Linked DNA regions of Rattus norvegicus: region 1 is linked to region 2. A link is a contact called in public Hi-C data. All regions are on one chromosome and are shown on one strand. The core of a region is the stretch at or near the end of the contact, and the rest is flanking DNA. Distances in the headings are between cores, read along the strand shown. Region 1 overlaps Chchd6 (coiled-coil-helix-coiled-coil-helix domain containing 6). Region 2 overlaps Plxna1 (plexin A1).

Region 1 (3,303 bases), core at 169-2,668, 210 kb after region 2:
TGACCCTCTTGGGACTGGCAAGATGAATACTCACTCTGATGCTCTGTGGCTGTCCTCTACCTTCCCCTGGAGACACAGATCTACTGCCAGCAAGCAGGGAGGCCACTGTGGAAAGCCTCATCCTCCATCCCTGGAAGTTGCTCTCCTTCCCTTTCCTGGTTAGCACTGCCTATGCTGATACCTATCACAGTGCATGGCAGTTAGGGAAGCTGGCCACTTTCTTTCAGAACATTTTCTACACAAACTTAGGAATGCTCTCTCAGATTCTCTTTACAATCTCCCTTCTCCAGGAGAGAATAACTACCTCTTCTGAGCAAATGCCAGACCCAGGAAGACTGGCAGGGGCCTTGCTCTAGCCGTTTATTTCCTCTTCTGCTGGCCAGCTTCTTAATATGGGCACTGCTCTGAGGCTCAGCTAAAGGTGCCTAGCACTTCATCTCTGGGGTTCCATCTCTAAAGCTGCTACAAATGGAATGTATTTGGAGTTATGTGATCCCTAAAGAAAGACCCTGGGGTTCCTGGCAGCATCACACAGGCAGAAATCAATCTCTTTGTAAACTAATTCGGGATAGCACACAGGCTTTTCACTTTGCAGTGGAGCTGTTAAACAGTCTGCTTTGGAAGGAAACATGAGGAATAAGGAATAAAACATCAGGAATAAAACCAGGAACTTATCCTAGATAAGCTTACCTCCCTTCCCCAGTTTGCTAAGTCCCAGCACCTTAGCACCAGCTTTGCCCCAAGGGAGTGTCCGGGCAAGCACAGAAGTGTACAGTCCCGAGAGCTGAAGAAAGCACAGCTGACTGTGGCCAGCTTCAGGCATCCTCTTCCTACAGGGGGATTTCTCCTGACTCCCACTTCTTTGGCGACTCAGACTGTAACACAACGAACCAGAATTCTAACTGCTAGGATAATTTATGGACAGATAATGCATATTAAGTCCCTTCCTTTTTCTACCTGTATTTTAGAAACTTTGGGAACATCGGCACTGCTGTGGACTTGAAGAACTCATGTGGACAAAGGAATGTAGTTCCCTTCTTCCACCTGGAACTTGAATAGCCACACCACTTTCAAGGCAGTCTTCTCTACACTGTGGCACCTTGTGAGTAACACCAACTTCCAGTGGGCTGGAAACACATGTATGCTGTGCCCTTGAGACTATGGAATACAGGAGTTTGCAGGACAGGAGGGTCAAACCCAGAGCTGACTCTTCACCCACTGCTACCTAAAGGATAGCCATGAAGGCTCTGAGGAACTACTAGGATGCAACAGAGGCAGGAAGGCCAAAAGAGGTGGGAGCAGTTAATCAGTACCTTGGAGTGGCTGCCAAGAACCTGAGGAGAGTACGGCTGGGACCAGCTCTGAGGAAGTCATCCCCACAGAGGCCTTCCGTATTTACAAGAGACTCCACCCTGCTGTGGAGTTGGCAGCAACCATTTCAGGGAAAGGCAAAGCTATGGTAGGCATGCAGGCCAGTTACGGCATGCTCATAGGAATGTCACAGATGATCTGCACGATGTGCCATGCCATCCGCCTGGAGACTCTCCAGAACACAGAATAGGACTCCTTCCATTGGACCCTGGCTTCTTCAGAGAAATGAGCAGCAGTGGCTGTACTTAGAACCAGCATTAGGATCCTTAAACCTAACTGGTACTCACCACAGTTCAAGTCACTGCTAGGTTAGCTGAGTTCCCTCTGCGTCTTCTCTGGGCCTTGAAAAAAAAAAAAATCTCCCTTGCTGCCAAAACTGGCAGTCCATTCGCCTACCAGAAAGTCAGAATCTGCTTGTTTTGTACAAGGAAGCCAAGAAAAGGCACTTGAAGGATGCCACCAGCTCTTCAGAGAAGATGGTGCAAGGAACCCTCTGTCTCCTAACCATCTGCCTGAGGACAAAGTCCATAGAACCACCCTTAATCCCACCCCAATTTGAGGTATTAGGCAATGAGCAGTCTGGGACTACACAGCCTGGGAAAACAGTAAGTAAAGTTGATAAGAGAATGACCCAGACAATCCTTCCTTAAACCCCAGCATTTCTCACCCTGCCCCCCATCTAAGCCTAACTGTGCCTTTATTGTTCTGGACTCAAGCCAAGCTGCCACCAGCAACACCCTGGGTAAGAAGCAAAACATAGCAAGAAGAGGGAGCCCATACTCCAGCCAGTGCATTACAGGGGCTGGAAGATCCCCTCTCTGGTCCCCAGGCGCACCACTTGGACTCCAGGACTACAGCAACCCTAGAGCAGCCACAATAAAAGGAAAGTAGAGATAGCATAATCAAAGCCACGGAAGGCTAGGAGAGGTGGAAAGTCTGCCAGGAGAAAAGGCCTCTCTGGCTTCCTAATCAGGTTCACTGTCTCTAGAATCAGTAGGCTAAAAAGGCACTTGGGGAAGAGGACCCTTGCTCTCCACCCCACTGGGTCTTTTGCAGCATTCCAATCCTCCCCACCAACAAGTGGCCCAGGACTGCCACCTAGTGGGCTCTGCTCAATAAGCATGACAGAGAGGGGCCAGAACCCAGAGGGGTTGGGGGTCTATATACAGAAGTGTGACCTCATTCCCAAGGTTCAATGGGGTTCTCCCTGACTGTGCAATTACCCAAACTGTTGAGGAAACAGTTACTCAGGAGTCAGCGTGAAAAGCAGAAAGAAGCCAGTTTATGAGTCTGTCCTTCCCAACTCTTCCTAAGAACAGATAACTGCTTTCCTGCCCACACCTGCCTCATGGCAGTACAGGAAAGGAAGTTCATGGAGTAAACACACCAATTCCAAAATGCCCTTCTATGCTGCCCCTTCCAAACATATTCAAGAACATGAACTTCTTAGAAAATACTTCACATGGACATTTTCTACAAGAGGTGTCCCTGAGAGAAAGATAGGAGCCTAGAGAGTGTGTATCTGGTAAAGGGCAGAGGGTTGGACAGACCTATTGTACATGATGGTGACACAAACTGGCAGGAATACCAGAGAACTACTGCATGCCACCTGCTGTTGAACTTGGTCTGTGAATTCCCTCAAAGAGCCCTTGAGATGTTCCAAAAACAAAGCGCCAGTTCTACCTGGTCCAGCAGAAGAACTATGAGCAATAACACTGCTTCTCAAGAACACAGAGGGAAGCAGGGTGGGACAGGTGGCCTGGTTCCTGAATCTCACCTTATGTCATTACAATTTTGTCACTGAAGAAATAAAATCCTCCCCCACATCCTAAAAACTCAGATCTACTCTGGCCCAGAGCATAGCAAATGAGAAGACTCCTGCCACTCCAAGGAAGCCTAAGAATCAGGTGTGCCAAAAAGGTAAAATCTTAC
Region 2 (3,528 bases), core at 17-2,516:
CCCTTGCAAAGCAGCTGGGCAACTGGCAGAACACGGGAAAGCATGGGCTGGGGCATCCTGAGTATCCTTACCATCTACAGCTGTTGCCTGCATGTTTCTTTCTTTTCCCCAGACACCAGAATCTTCTACAACTGTCCTGAACATCCCATTGCTTCTAGAAGCTGTGGTGGAGCCACCCAGCCTCCTTGGACACAGCCCCAAGCTGCGCCAACACCTACTCAGCCTAGCTTGGTGACATAGCTGTCTTTATCCTGTGCCTTTGCTTCTCAAGACTCAGCTCTCTATCCTCTCTGTTGTGATGGACCTGAAATCTGAGCTGATCAAGGAGAGAAGCCAGGTCAGACTCTGATCTCCCCAATGGACAGTAACCCTGCCCATTGATCCTAGGACACCTCAGGAAAGGCCATACAGGGGGAGCCTTGTCAGGGTGGAGAGAAGGCTGCCACCAATGGAGAAGGCCAGAGCCCCAGGCTTGCTAGGCTGCCTGCTAGGCTCCAATCACCTCTAAGGCCCTGGCCAACTGCTGCAGGGCGGGTGGGCAGGCAGCTGACAGCCTGGCCAGGTCAGCTGTCCATCCAGCCCTGAGCCAACAATGGGGCCATTATCCAGACAGAGGGCAGGCGGGGTTGCTGAAGAGGATGTCTGGGCTATCCAGGCTGTATGCCAAGGCCGGCACGCGCCCTAGCTGCCCGGAGGCAGGGGGCTGCCCAGTTTTGCCCAACCTAAGAGAGGAAGTCCCTTGCTCTGCTTGGCCCAAGATAACAGCCTGGGCTGACCCTACAAACTACTTAGCCCTGGCCTCTCTGCTTGTGAGAGTGTACTGGGGGGTCCCACTCTCTAGAACAGGGTCTAGAGGAGAGAGGTGAGGGGCAGCATCCAGTGAGCATGGTAGTTTCTGCAGATTAAAACTGCCAAGCCTGTCTTCTATAGGAGGTTGTCATAGAAGGGGCTACATAAGGCAGCCTCCATTCCCATAAAGGCCCTTCCTCTAACCCCCTGATCACCACCATTCTCAAAGTCGAGGCAGTTTGATAGTGTAAGAGTAGCTGGCACTTAGCTGCCCACGGATGACAAAACATGGTTTGTAGGTGCCCAATAGCTATAATTGGGGTAGGCACAGTGGTTCCAGGGGTCACATCTCTCACCCCTACCTCTGCCACACATAAAAGTGTGGGCAGAAGGGCTAGAGCTCTAGACAAACGACAGCCAGGGCTGTGAGGACCAGCTGTAGCCTGCTCTAGCACAGATTTTTCCCACATAGTGAATCACTCTGGTTAACACTCACCTCTTAAGACTGAGAATTCAGAGGCTCGCAGCTCTACAGGAGACAGTACCTGATTGGAGGTTACTTGGTGACACTGTGCTATAGCTCTACTGTTCCCCATTCATGGAAGACGTTTCCTAGGACAGGCCTGGGCTGGGCTACTGTAGCCTCCCATGTTATGGATGGCATCTAACTGCTCCCAGGGGAAGAGCTGCCCAGGGTGGGTACTTGGAGCAGGACACACTGAGTGACTTCCATGTGCATATGGGTAACCTTTTGGTCACTAGGAGCTAATATGCCATCAGCCTGGGGCTAGTATCTAGCTAGCAGTGATCAGGTCTGTGTCTTGACTCAGCCCCTGATAGCAGGTCTCCTTTAGAAACAGCAAGAAGGAGGCAGAGCTCCCAGGAGACACAGATGTCCGCTCAGCACCATGATGTACATGGATTCCACAGGGGCACATCTACTCCACAGAAGGCAGACAGCCTGGGCCCCTTCATTCCCTACTTAAAATCAGCAGAGGGAGAAAACAGAAATGTGTTTTGCTGAGTAGAGCCAAGGGTCTCCCACCTAATGCTTGGAATAGAACATCAGTCCAGAGGTTGAATAAAAGACCAAGATCAGAGCTCAGCAACTCTTCCTGACACTGTCAGAACCTATGCCCCAAAGGCTGGGTCCTTGGAGCGATGTTGCATGAAACACTGCATGCCAAGCAGAGGGTTGTATGCTTGACCTGCATGTGGCCCAGAGTATATAGCTTATGGACCCGGAGCAGGCCACAGCTTGGCACTGTGGTCAGGATGAGCCCCACAGCAGCTGAGCAAGGGACACAAAGAAAATGCACATGACTCAGCTCATTCCCAAAACGACAGCCGCAAAGGGTCAGCCAGGGCATCCCAGCAATAGGCAGAGCCTGGGAGGGGCTCTGGGGATGGTGATGCTGATGGTGTGCCCTTCAGTGAGCCTTTGCATGGGCACCATTATGAGTGCCTCTGAGGACACAGGGTCTTCAGCAGGGTTGGGTGCAGAGGCAAAAAGGCAAGCTGGAGGCATCCAAGGTCAAGGGCCTGTGTTGGCAGGCGGGGCTGCAGCAGCACAGACTCTGATAGCAGCAGAAACAGCTGTAAATGAAGAAGGCCACTGGCGCGCTTGAACTGCAGAGTAAGCCGGTTGAAGGGTTCTCTCCTGCTTCAGACTTTAGATGTGCTGAGCAGAGCTGTGTCCATCCCTCACAACATCATCTGGGGACACTGTGATTAACACCCTGGGGAGCATACACCCTTGGAAGACCAGATGGGGCAGCACAGGCTGAAGGGTATGGCTTCAAGGCTTTGTGAGTATGGTCTGGCAGGACAATGGCACCGTAGCCACACCTGTTCCAAAGGATCACAGCAGAAAAAGGGCAAGAGAGAATGGTGGTCCTGGGTCATAACTGGATACCACCACCCCCTCCTACTTCAACCCCAGTCTCATCTTCCACCCTCTTTAAACCTCTGGCCAACTCATAGGGAGGCTTGGTCTCATGCAAGTCCAGGAAAGGAAAGGGGTTTCAGGAGAGGCTGGCTGACAAGGGCAAACCTCCTCAATGGCTGGGCCTCAACAGGCCCCTGAGCAGACGAGTGCTACCTCAGATTCTTCCCCGAGCCCCGCCACCCACCAGCTTCGGCCTGTGATCCTTTGCTCAGCTGTTCAATGGCCAGGGCATGGGTCTCTGGCCCCAGACTAATGCTTTATACGCACATTAGGTAGTTTACAGAGGTTTCTAGAAACAAGGGGTTAATTGACAACATTGAACAAACCTCTCTCTCACACACACAAAACCCACAGATATCCAGATTATCCTGGAGAAAATAAAACAAGAAAAATGATGCCCTATAGAGAGGCTATATTCTACCTGGCATGGATCTGGCTGGACTTCAGCCCTGAAGTATAAGCGGACAGGTTATTGTTCTGGTGTACCCCTTCCTTCCTAGGCTTCTGCAATAACCTGGAGCAAGTACTTGGCAGGAGTTCAGAGCCTGTTTTTGTAGAGATACCTGGGCCTTCTTGCAGGACCAAACAAGGCCTGCAACTGCAAACTCAGGCAAGAAATGGCTCTTTGGAGGCTGTAGGGGGAGCTACTCACAGGGCTGGGGCTCTGGGGCCCAGGAGGATACTGGGAGGGGCATTCCAGAGAGATGGCCTCTGTTTGGGGGAGGGTCGTGCTGGCAGGCAGGGCTCTGGAGAAGAAGGGGGAGGCAGGGGCACCCCAGCCAGCCTTGAGC

The links. Hi-C and Micro-C count contacts between places; a contact is called where the count stands out from the background.
Region 1: a contact with region 2 is called in a Hi-C map of the A7r5 cell line, with 4 times the contacts expected there. The contact joins two enhancer-like sites. A contact is called at or near these places in 4 of 12 Hi-C or Micro-C datasets (the A7r5 cell line, hepatocytes, kidney and 1 more).

Annotation. Positions count from the first base shown.
Region 1 is chr4:123,538,648-123,541,950 of GRCr8, forward strand. All of the region lies in intron 4 of Chchd6 (coiled-coil-helix-coiled-coil-helix domain containing 6), which reads right to left. Among named protein-coding and RNA genes, the nearest start is that of Chchd6, 41 kb to the right of the region's middle. Within about 2 kb of position 1,419, at least 17 of the 93 cell types and tissues checked have an H3K27ac peak or open chromatin away from gene starts, as enhancers often do. A contact at or near this core is called in the A7r5 cell line, where this site is marked.
Region 2 is chr4:123,325,780-123,329,307 of GRCr8, forward strand. The region is part of intron 3 of Plxna1 (plexin A1); the gene reads right to left. Among named protein-coding and RNA genes, the nearest start is that of Plxna1, 13 kb to the right of the region's middle. Within about 2 kb of position 1,267, at least 19 of the 93 cell types and tissues checked have an H3K27ac peak or open chromatin away from gene starts, as enhancers often do. A contact at or near this core is called in the A7r5 cell line, where this site is marked.